2 separate regions of the Rattus norvegicus genome follow, and region 2 is linked to region 1. The links are chromatin contacts, called in public Hi-C maps. All regions are on one chromosome and are shown on one strand. Each heading gives the region's core, a stretch centred on a gene start, on an enhancer-like site or on the middle of the called end of the contact. The rest is flanking DNA. Distances are from core to core; before and after follow the strand shown. Region 1 holds the start of Pin1 (peptidylprolyl cis/trans isomerase, NIMA-interacting 1). Region 2 has its middle 21 kb from the start of Rdh8.

Evidence for each region. A called contact is a pair of places that touch in the nucleus more often than the background predicts.
Region 2: a contact with region 1 is called in a Hi-C map of Schwann cells, with 4 times the contacts expected there. The contact joins the enhancer-like site here to the promoter of Pin1 in region 1. A contact is called at or near these places in 4 of 12 Hi-C or Micro-C datasets (the A7r5 cell line, the Rat2 cell line, Schwann cells and 1 more).

What each region holds. Positions count from the first base shown.
Region 1 is chr8:27,463,133-27,468,865 of GRCr8, forward strand. It overlaps Pin1 (peptidylprolyl cis/trans isomerase, NIMA-interacting 1), which reads left to right and starts at 2,510. Exons shown (of 4, transcript NM_001106701.2): 1 at 2,510-2,573. The coding sequence starts at 2,516.
Region 2 is chr8:27,647,999-27,653,268 of GRCr8, forward strand. No RefSeq gene overlaps it. Among named protein-coding and RNA genes, the nearest start is that of Rdh8, 21 kb to the left of the region's middle. Within about 2 kb of position 2,978, at least 6 of the 93 cell types and tissues checked have an H3K27ac peak or open chromatin away from gene starts, as enhancers often do. A contact at or near this core is called in the A7r5 cell line and Schwann cells, where this site is marked.

The sequences.
Region 1 (5,733 bases), core at 1,260-3,759:
TCTCAGGTATAGCTATCTTTGGTTTCTACCCCTTGCCCTGAAAAGTTCCACAGGAAAGCATCCAGTCCTGTTCTACAAATTCAGAGTCAAAATGTCCCAGATAACTGCATGTTCTTAGCTCTCACTGAGCTGCTTGTTTGCTTGCCCCTGCAACTGCTACCAGAATGCAGTTTTTCTGTGTTCTTTTAAGGTTAAAAAAAAAACAAAACAAAAAACAACTCCTTGTAATAACGCATTTGGGGCTGCTCTGGGAGAAGTGTTCCTTTCCAGGCAGTTGCTACATGGCTTAATACAGACTGTCAATTTGAAATTTGGTCAAGTGGAGTGGTCTCATAACAGAGCTGTCCACTGACCTCCACACATGCACTCAGGTTAATAATAAATATTATTTAGTTTTTGAGGTGAATTTTGTTGTTTATGAAACAAGCTCTCTCTATGTAGCCCTGGCCTGCCTGATACTTGAATGTAGATCTGGCTGGCACTGAACCCAGATAGTCACCTGACTATCTCCTGAGTTCTGAGATTAAAGGCAAGACCACCACCCTGCATAAAATAAAGTATTGTTGAGACAAGATTTCTCTGTGTAACAGCCCTATCTCTCCTGGAATTCCTTTTGTAAACCATGCTGGCCTCAAACTCAGATCCCTCTGTCTCTGCCTCCCCAGTGCTGGGATTAAAATCATGTGCTAGCACGTCCAGCAAGGTAGACATTTTTAATGGAACCTTATGTGAATGCATTGAGTGTTTCTGGCTCAGAAGAATGCAGAAGCTTTTTTATCTGGTCTATATACTTCTGTACTGGTTTGAAATAAAGTAGCCTTATTAAATCTGTCATGTAATTCTTTTACTACTATAGCTTGAACTCTAGGTCTGGACTATTCTACCATTCTACCCCACCTTTTTTTCTCTCTCTCTTCCCTTTTTTTTTTTTTAGACTTGTCTTTCTTTGTAGCCTTAGGTATCCTGGAACTCACTGTACAAACCAGGTTGGCTTCAAACTCACAAAGATGTTCGTGTGTCAATTGATCAGGCTTGGTTACCACTGAGCCCTTGGGCCCATGCTTTGCTATTGAAAGGCTATTGAAAATCATTAATTAGCTAGGGCCAGCAAGATGGGTAACTTGCCACCAAGCCTGACAACTTTAGTTTGACCTTCAGAACCCCATGGTGGAAGGAGAGAACAGATTGCCACAAATTGTCCTCTTGATTACACAGCTTTCATGGCGGTATCCCTTATAAATGTAATAGTTTTTTAAAGTGATTTTTTAAAAATTCTTGAAACAGGGATTCTCTGTGTAGCTCTGGCTGTCCTGGAACTCACTTTGTACACCAGGCTGGCCTCAAGCTCAGAGATCTGATTGCCTCTGCCTCCTAAGTGTAGGATTAAAGGCGTTTGCCACCAGCACTAGGCATAAAGTAACATTTTAAAATTCTTATATATATGAATTGCCTGCATGTATGTATGAATGTGTACCACATGCAGGTCTGGTGAATTGAAAGGTCTAATGGAAGGGCAGCTAGTGCTTTAACCACTGAGCCATCTCTCTAGCTGTCTTTTTTTTTTTTTTTTTTTTTTGATTCGTTCATTCGTTTGTTGAGACAAGTTTCCTGTGTAGCCTTAGCTGTGCTGAAATTCACTTTGTAGAGCAGGCTGGTCTCGAACTCAGAACTGCCTGCCTTTGCCTCCTGAGTACTAGGATTGAAGGTATACATTAACACACCGTTTTCCTCAGACTACCAGTTGACTAAAACCGGTCGTTGGAGCCGCCCACCCTCTCCTACCCCCTTTCCTCGGTCTAGTGGTAATGCTCTCACCCATCAGTCACCTGCCTAGAAGTCAGGAGGAGCCCATGGAGAAGGAATAAGTCGAAGTAGGTTCTAAAAAAGACATGGAAAGTGGGTGAATAAACCAGTGAAATGGTTCGCCTTGCAAAAACCGAAAAGGACTGGTTTCGCTTTGGACATCTGGAGGAAAAGGTGGGAAGAAGAACTCAAAAGCCAAATTTAGGCTCTGAATAGTTAGCCTTTTGTCACCAAGGCAACTGCATTGCTATGGCAACGGCAAAGTACAGCAAAAGCACCCATGTACCTTAGTTCCAGCTGGCCACTTCCGCGTGGATTCTGGCGGACCTCCGAGAAAGGCTTGAGAAGGCCGGATTGGCTGCCGCAGGAGCCAGTCAAATAAGCACTATTTTATCGGCTAAGCGCACCAAAAAGGGTGGAGCGCCCTTTTGACGCTTAAAGGGAGCCGCTTGCCGGGTTGGAGCATCCAATAGACGTAGCTTCCAGACGAGCCAATCAGTAGCGGTGTTGGGAAGGTGAGGGTAGTGGGTGGAGGGTGTGTGTAGGGGTGGTCCAGGAGGCCGCGGGAGAGCCCAATAAAAGGCTCGAGAGCTCGAGGCGTTGTGCTGCCGTCCAATTGGCGTCTCGATTGGATGAGCCAATCAACAGCGGCGCTGGTCTGGCGCGGGGTCAGAGCCGCGGAGGCGGAGCAGGCGCTGCGGCAGGAGGGAAGATGGCGGACGAGGAGAAGCTGCCGTCCGGGTGGGAGAAGCGTATGAGTCGCAGCTCAGGTACCTCTTAGGGGTCGCCCAGGGCCCGGGGCGAGGCCTGGAGGTTGCGGAAGTTGGGCTTGAGCTCGCCTGCACAGGCGAGTCGCATCACCGTCCTGCTTCGGGCATGGAGATCTGGCCTCCTCCGCGGCATAACGGGCCCGGAAAGCCAGATACTGAGGTAGGAGGTGGGGCAGGCACAGGCGCGCCCCGGTTCTCGCCCACCACTGGGCCCCGGTGCTCTGAGGCGACGAGTCTGCACCTCGGAGTTCCCTTGAGAGGAAGATCGGGATTCGGTGCAGAGGGCGTGGGCCGCCCTGCTCTGGTTTCTCGGGCAGCATCCGAGACACGTGCCCGCTCATCCCCCTATCGGGACCCAGGGACAGTGATGGCTCCTAACCAGGACAGTTCGTCTCTGGGTCAAGCATGGTGCCAAACTCTTTGAAAGACTTCAGTTCTTTTACAAGTCTACGCCGGTGTGTGCTCCCGCTTCCCCTCCCCCTCTCCCTCCTGCCTTCTCTCACTCTCTCCTTCCACCCCTCCCTCTCTCTCCCACCCACCTCTCCACTCTTCCTCTTCCTCCTATCCCCACCTCCACCTCTGTTCCTCCATCTCCCTCTCCCTCCTCCCTCGCTCCCTCTCTTTTCTTGGTTCATGCTCTCCTCCCCCCCACACCCCGGTTGCTACCATCTTTCAAGAAAGGAATTGCTCTCATATTTCAAGAGGGAGAAACTGAGGCCAGACATGGAAAGAACTCATCTGATAATGCAGTTCAGTCACTGGGAATGCCCTAGATTGCAATGATTTTTTTTTTTTTTTGATCTCAAATGTCCCCTTCCCAGTGTCAGTGGCAACGCCTAGAGTAGCCTACAAGCATTTCAGGTAGCCAGGGTCAATGCAACCTACAGAGCTCACTCAAAATTCTTAGTTATTAAGCATCAAGGTTCTGGACACTGCATATGTTAACTCTCTGAACCCAGCTAGGTTTAATGTCATTCACTTTCCACCTTTTTATCAAGAGTGGATGTGGAAAGGCATTAGACAGAGCCTCATAAAGACAGGTTACTCTTGAATTCCTGATCCCCCTGCTTCAGCTCCCCCAAGTGCTGAGATTACAGGCATGCACCACTTTGCCCAATTTATTTATTGAAACAATCTTTACTAATAATATTAGTAATACTGTATTTAATGTATGTGCATGTGAAGGTCAGACAATCTTAACTTGCAAGAGTTTTCTTCCTTCTACCATGAGTAGATTGTGAACTCCGTCAGATTTGGCTGCAAGCACTTACCCATTGAGCCATTTTCCTTTCTAAGATGTGTGTGTTTGTGTGTGTGTGAGAGAGAGAGAGAGAGAGAGAGAGAGAGAGAGAGAGAGAGAGAGAGAGAGAAAGAAAGAAAGAAAGAGTGCGCAAGAGCGAGCATGAGCGCTCAGACGATACTTATCCAAGGATGACCTTGAACCTCTGGTGTTCTGCTGGGATTACATCACACAGAGGTAAAGTCTTGCTGTGTAGCCCAAGCTTGCTTCCAACTCATGATCCTTGTGCTTCAGCCTCTCACGCACTGGGACTAAAGTTATAAGCCTTTATGCTCTGATGTCCTTATTCTCTTGTCCCAGTCTACAGATGAGAAAGCTGAGGTTCAGGGAAGGTGACCTGACAAAGGTTTTAGTTGGATTTATCCCCAGAGGCTTTGGGCTGCTCCATTCCTAGGGTGGGGTTGTGACCTCTAGCATAAACTTGTCTCTAACTGGGTGTGGTGGCACACAGCTGTATTTCCAGCACTTAGGCAGAAGCAGGAGGAGATCTGGTTCATGGTTGTCCTGGGCTACGTACACTTTTTTAAAAAATACATGTATGGGTATTAGGCTTGCATGTGTATTCCATATGCATGCAGTGCCCACCAAGAAGCCTGAAGAGACAGTTGTGAGCCTCCACATGGGTACTGGAAATTGAACTCCAGTCCAATAGAGGAGCAGATGGTGCTGTTAATCTCCGGGCCATCTATCCAGCCCCCATAGTGAAACTCTTTTACACACACACACCCCTATACCTGCCCCTCTGCTTAGTTATGCTTGTCATTTGTTCTCAGTAGGACTATGAAAAGCCCTTCCTTCATGGGTAACATCCAGCTCTTCTCCTATGCTAGATCAGCTGTGTAACCCAGGTAGACTCAGCCCTTGGAGTGACCCAGAATCTACTGGGTCCTTCCTTCAGGCTTCTGCCATACCCCTTCCTCCTCTTTTACCTTTCACTTTTTTGAGTCCGTCTTGCAAACTTACTTTTACTGGCTTCAATCTGCAGACATCCATCCTCTTGCCTCAGCCTCCCTAGTGCTAGGCAAACAGCATGTTCCACTAAGCCAGAGTTTTCCCTTGAGGTTTTGATTTTCCATCTGTCTCCTTTATGCCCTCACAGCCACTCAGATGACATCAGGCCCTGAGTAATGCTACCCCTTGCTCTCTGACTTAGGCTACCAGTGCAGGGGTTAAGACTGGAGCTTTGAGGGCTGGGGATTTAGCTCAGTGGTAGAGCGCTTACCTAGGAAGCACAAGGCCCTGGGTTCGGTCCCCAGCTCCGAAAAAAAAGAACCAAAAAAAAAAAAAAAAAAAAAAAAAGACTGGAGCTTTGGAGTAACTTTCTCTGTTTATGCACAAGACACAACTGCTGCTGCTGTGAGCAGAGGAGGGGGAGGTGCTGCCTGGGTTTTTGTGGAACGAAGCAATGGGTAAAAACAGTTATACTCTACCTTTTGGTGATATGTGATCCTGGGACTTGAACCTAGAACCTCACAATGCCATGCAAGCACTGATCCTCAGCCCATGCTGTCTGTTTGTTTATCTATGTTTGGAATTGGGTCCAGTGTAGCCAAGGCTATCTCAAACTATAGCTGAGGATGCTTTTGAAAATCTGGTCCTATTATTCTGTAAGGTGGCATTATGCCATGTGGAGGTCAGAGGACATCTTGAGACTGATGGGTTCTCTCCTTCCACTTGGCAAGTTCCTGGAGATCAAACTCAGGTTGTCAGACTTGGCAAGTTCCTTTATTTGCCGAGCCATCTAGAAGGCCTGGAAGCTGTTTTATCTGATTTACTGGTTTAGTGTCTGTCTGGTACCACCTAAAGCATTAGCATAGTCCTGACAGGTCCTATGGGGACAGCATCCTCCCAAGCCTATAG
Region 2 (5,270 bases), core at 1,728-4,227, 190 kb after region 1:
AGTGGATATACCTCAGGGCTAAAGGCAGAAGGATCAGAAGTTCAAGGTCATCCTCAGCTACATAGTTAGTTCAAGGGTGGCCTGAGCTAACATGACAGGCTATTTCAAAACTAAAGCGATAATAATAATAAAATAATAGTAAAATTATAAATTGTCCAAGCTGGCAGACAAAACCTCAGAAAGAATTTCTCTGCAACTCTGGCTGTGTCCAAGCAAGAATGACATTCTCTGTAACACACACACCAGCCAGCAAGACTTACTGGGAACAAAGCAAGCCTTCTTCCAGGAATGTGCCCAGTGTGCTGTGCCCCCCCCCCACTCCCCAGCTTTAATATATATCCTTTCTTTCTGGAAATGGAGGCTGGTGCAGGTCAGGAACAATGGACAATGGACCTGATTTACCAAAAGCCATCATTGCCTGCAAGGAGGGGGAGCCTAGTGGGAGCTTACTTGGTACAGAAACCAAAGGCCAGCTCAGTAAGAGCTGGAGGGGTGGGATAGAGGGGAGCATGTGTGCATGTGTGTGTATGCATCTGCATCTGTGTGAGTGTGTGTGTTCATGTATGTGTGTGCATGTGTGTGTATGTGTGTGTGTATGTATGTGTGCATGTGTGTGCATGTTATTTATGACCTGCCTGTTCTCCACCTCATTCTTTGATATACGGTCTCTCACTGAACCTGAGACTTGGTGGTGAGTTTAAATTACCTACATGGCCAGTGTGAGCCCTGGGGATCAGTCACCTGTCTATCCCCCAGCACTGGGTCTACATGTACATACCACACATCGATAGTGGGGATCTGGAGTCAGATCTTCAGTTTCTACAAGAAGTACATTACTGACTCAGCCATCTTCTTAACTCCCCCAACCCTTTTTTTTGAAACAGCTCTCAGTCCCCTCCTGCCCCTGGACTTTTGCACACACCACCATCTTCGACACCTGGAGTCTTCCTCACTCCCTTCAATCTGAGGCTCTCCCTCTTCTCGTCAATTCCTGGTTTTTCCTCTCTTTCTTTCCTTTCTTTAAAAATGTAGTTTCATGTAGGCCAGGCTGGCCTGGAACTCCAGATATAACCAAGGATGGTTTTAAACTCTTTTTATTTTATTTTTCATTGTGAGACATTCTCCACATGTGAACCAGTATGGCCTTGAACTTATAAAGATCCACTGGCTTGCCTCTACCTTACATTGTTGAGAGTACAGGTGTGAGCCAGCACACCACTTCCTGTGTCCCTAAGGAAGCCCAGCCCTTTCTGTGCGTATACAACGCTCTACCCATCAAGCTGACTCCCCAGCCTGCAAGAGGAGTTTTTAAAAGTTTTTTATTACACTTGTTAATAATTTGCGTGTGCTGGAGGGCACTCATGTGGAGATCAGAGGGCAACTTTCAGAAGTCAGTTCTCTCTCTCCATTACGTGGGCTCTGGGGATGGAACTTGGGGCCTCAGGCTTGGTGGCGCCTGCACTTACTGCTGAACCCTCTCATCAGCCTTGGAGAAGATTTTGATCCATGTTTCTAAAACAGCTCCATGTCTGAAGCTCCTGGGCCAGGCAGGTTGAGCGCCAAAAGGTTGCTCATGCCTGGAACTGGGAGCCTGGATAAAATGCTTACTGTGCCCTGTGGCAACAGTTATCGCAGAAACACAACAGCCATCCAGACTGGGGGTGAGGGGAAGTGTCACCTGTCACTAGCAGATGAGCCCAAGATAGCCCTGGTACCAGATGGCCCCTGCCAGCAGAGGGGATAGACATCTGTGGTTCTCCTCATGCCACTCTGACCCCCAAGACTGGGTCTTATCTCAAGGCAACTGTCTCCAGCACCCCTGGAAGGTCTGGCTGAGGTTGAGGAGCATCTTCTAGGCCCCTTCTGTTGGATTTACAGTAATTCCCCTCCCAAGTTGCTTAGACATTAACTCTGCCAAGATGAGCCAACAGTCCTGGGCCGTATCTCAGCCACACCATGGACCAGCCCTGGATCCTGGGCTTCTTCCTGGCCCTCATTAGCAGCCCCTTGGGCCAGGCTAAGCCACTGTGAGTCACCTGGGCAGGGCTCCCTGATCTGACTCTCCCATCACTGAGTTCCTCTTGTGTCTCTTTTCTGGACTCTAACAGTTACCTCCTGGTGATACCCTCAGCCACCACACACACACTGAGTCATGAAGGTTGGCAGTTCTAAGAAGACCAGTATCTGTGCCCACTTAGACTCCACGAGATACCTCTTAAGGTAACCATCACAGTGTGGGACTCTCTGGTGAAGAGGACAGTGTTGTCCAGAAGCCTGATCATTGTCAGTGGAAAATGGCTTCATGGTTCAGATGCCTGGATGTTCCTGCCTGTCTACTTGCCTACGTCTGAAATTAACTAAAACCCAAAATGGCTGGGCACACCTATGAGGGTTTTTTTCTTCATTAAATAATTTGAAGTGGGAAGGCCAACTTCTCTCTAATCTGGATCTTCTCCGTGGGAAAAAGATCCACATTTAATTTAGGTCACACCTTCTGGTGGCAGCCTCTATAGGGGACAGGGAGGGAGGAAGCTCTTGCTCTGCCTGCTTGCTCTTAATAGCTAGTCCGTGCCTTCACTGATATTACAGCCTAACTCTTCAGAATTCCAGTGTACGCTGAAGACGGGCTGAGACAACCAGCCTCATGGACTGAACAACTTGAACCTTGAACCCTCCATTTATAGGCGGCCCTTGTTGGATTAGCTGGACCACAGCCTGCAGTGCTAGTAAACTCCCTTTCTACGTAGATTCATCATGTAAGTTCTATTACTCTAGAGAACTAACAAGCCTGTGACGGTGGGTGACAGGAGATGACAAGTGACCACAAAATGTGGCTCTAGGTCAGCAGGAAAAGCGGAGAAGCAGACACTGGAGGGGGCTTCCCACAAGGGGCACTGTAGTGTCCATGCTGGACCCGGATGGATTTGCAATGACTCATGTCCTGTCCACTTAGAAATAAGAAGTCCCGAGACCTTGAAAGGCTAGTCCATTTTTAGACGCCTGTGAAAACAATAGACGATGCCCTCTGCTGTCCGCTTGGGATGCCGAGCATGGGCTGGACTCCTTCCTCCTTTGACAGAGTGTCCTTGTGCAATGAGCAGCCTGCACAACTCTGCCTAGCAAACTTGTTTCCCGCGTTGGCTAATTGTGTATCCATTTGACACGAGCCAGAGTCATCAAGAAGAGGGAGCCTTAACTGAGAACATGCCTCCATGAGATCGGGTGAGCAAACCCGGAGGGTGTTTTCTTAGTGATTGACAGGGGAGAGCCCAGCCCATTGTGGGTGGGGCTATCTCTGAGACAGCGGTCTTGGGATCGAGAAGAAAGCAAGCTAAGCAAGACACGAGGAGCAAGATGGTCAGGAGCACCCCTCCATGGCCTCTGCATCAGCTCCTGCCTCCTGGTTCCTGTTCTGACTTCCTTGGATGACAATGAGGTGGAAGTGTGAGCTGAATAAACCCTTTCCTCTCCAACTTGCTTTTTGGTCATGGTGTTTCACTACAGCAGTGGAAACCCTAAGACACCCGCAAAGACAGAACAGTCAAACGCTTCTTTGGCTTTCAGTAGATAGTGTGTGTGTGTTCGGTGTACGTGGATAGAGGGAGGGAGCTGCGTGCACACGCGGAGGCCAAAGTGCCAAGCATCATCTATTACTCTCCAGAATGTTTTGTTATTATAGTTGGCTTCCGACACAGGGTCTTGCTGGCCTGGCTGGCCTGAAATCCACCATGTAGACCAGGCTGCCGTTGAACCCAAAGAGATCTGCCTGCCTCCTCCGTGCTGAAATTACAGGCCTAGCTTTCCCATTTTGTTTGCACTAAGAAAGGTTTTTTAAATTTTTAATTATATGAGTATGAGAGTATGGGCACATGAGTGCAGTTGCCCTCAGAGGCCAGAAGGGGGCATTGGATGCCTTGGAACTGGAGTTACAGGGGGTCGTGACTACCAGATGCAGGTGCTGGGAACCGAACTCAAGTCGTCTATAAGAGAGAGCATGGAGCCATCTCTCCGGCCCTTCCACCTTAGGTTATGAGATGGGATCGCTCACTGAGCCTGGAGCTCGCTGATTGGCTAGACCGTCTGGCCAGTGATTCCTTCCAGCACCGGTGTTACAGGTGTGTGCCACCATGCTTGCCCGTTACATGCATTCCGCAGATCTGAGCTCAGGTCCTGGCACCTGTACAGCAGGCACTTTACCTGCTGGGTCCTCTTCAGTTGCTTCTCTTCCAAAAATATGGCCAAAGCTTTACCCCTAGAGTTGGAGAACCCCCAACAGAGCCTGGGTATTTCTCTCCAGCTCCCCAAGAGCGTGGGTATAACCTCCAGTAAAACAAGGACAGCAACGTGTTATCACCTGGGTGACCTGCACGCCCGGCTCTGGATCCTCATCCACAGACAAGAAGGGGCTGGAGTTCCTGCACACTGACGGGCAGATGAGACAGTCATTTTTGGACACAGAAGCTCTGTCTTAGGGTTTCTGTTGCTGTGAACAGACACCATGACCACAGCAGCTCTTATAAAGGAAAGCATTTAACTGGGGCTGGCTTACGGTTCAGAGGTTTAGTCCATTATTGCCATGGCCGGAAGCATGGCAGCCTGCAGGCAGACATGGTGCTGGAGAAGGAGGTGAGAGTTCTACATCTGTATCTGCAGGCAGCAAGAGGAGACAGTGAGACACTAGGCCTGGCTTGAGCCTCTGAAACCTCAAAGCCCATCCCCAGGGACGCACTTCCTCCAACAGAACCATGCCTAGTTACCAAGACCACATGCCCTAATCCTTTCAAAAAGTGCCACTCCCTATGAATCTATGGGGGCCATTTTAGTCAAACTAATTTAGTCTGCAAACTCTTACCTCAAATACCCTAAAAGGCTCACCAGCTCCCAAGGCCTCCCTTCTCTGCCCACAGCTGCTTTTATCTCCCTGAGGCCTCTCTCCCTCCTGTCCTGTGTCAAATGATCAGGGTCTTCCAATCTCTCTTAGTTCAGTACCTTGTGCTTACTGTGAACCACAGTTTCCAGTATCAAGATATTTCACACTAGACATCAAGGTGGACCCTGTGTATCAGACAGGGAGGACTTGTGAACTGGAGTTGAGTTGTGTACTGGAGGCACAGACCACCAAGACCCTTTCTGAGGACAGTTACAACCCCTGCTCCTTGTATCAGCAGAACCCAGACAGAGTCTGTGACCAGTCAGAGCCTGATACCCGATGAAGGCTTCTTCCCACCTACAGAAACTGGTTAGGCAGGAAGCGCCCTCTGCTGGTATTT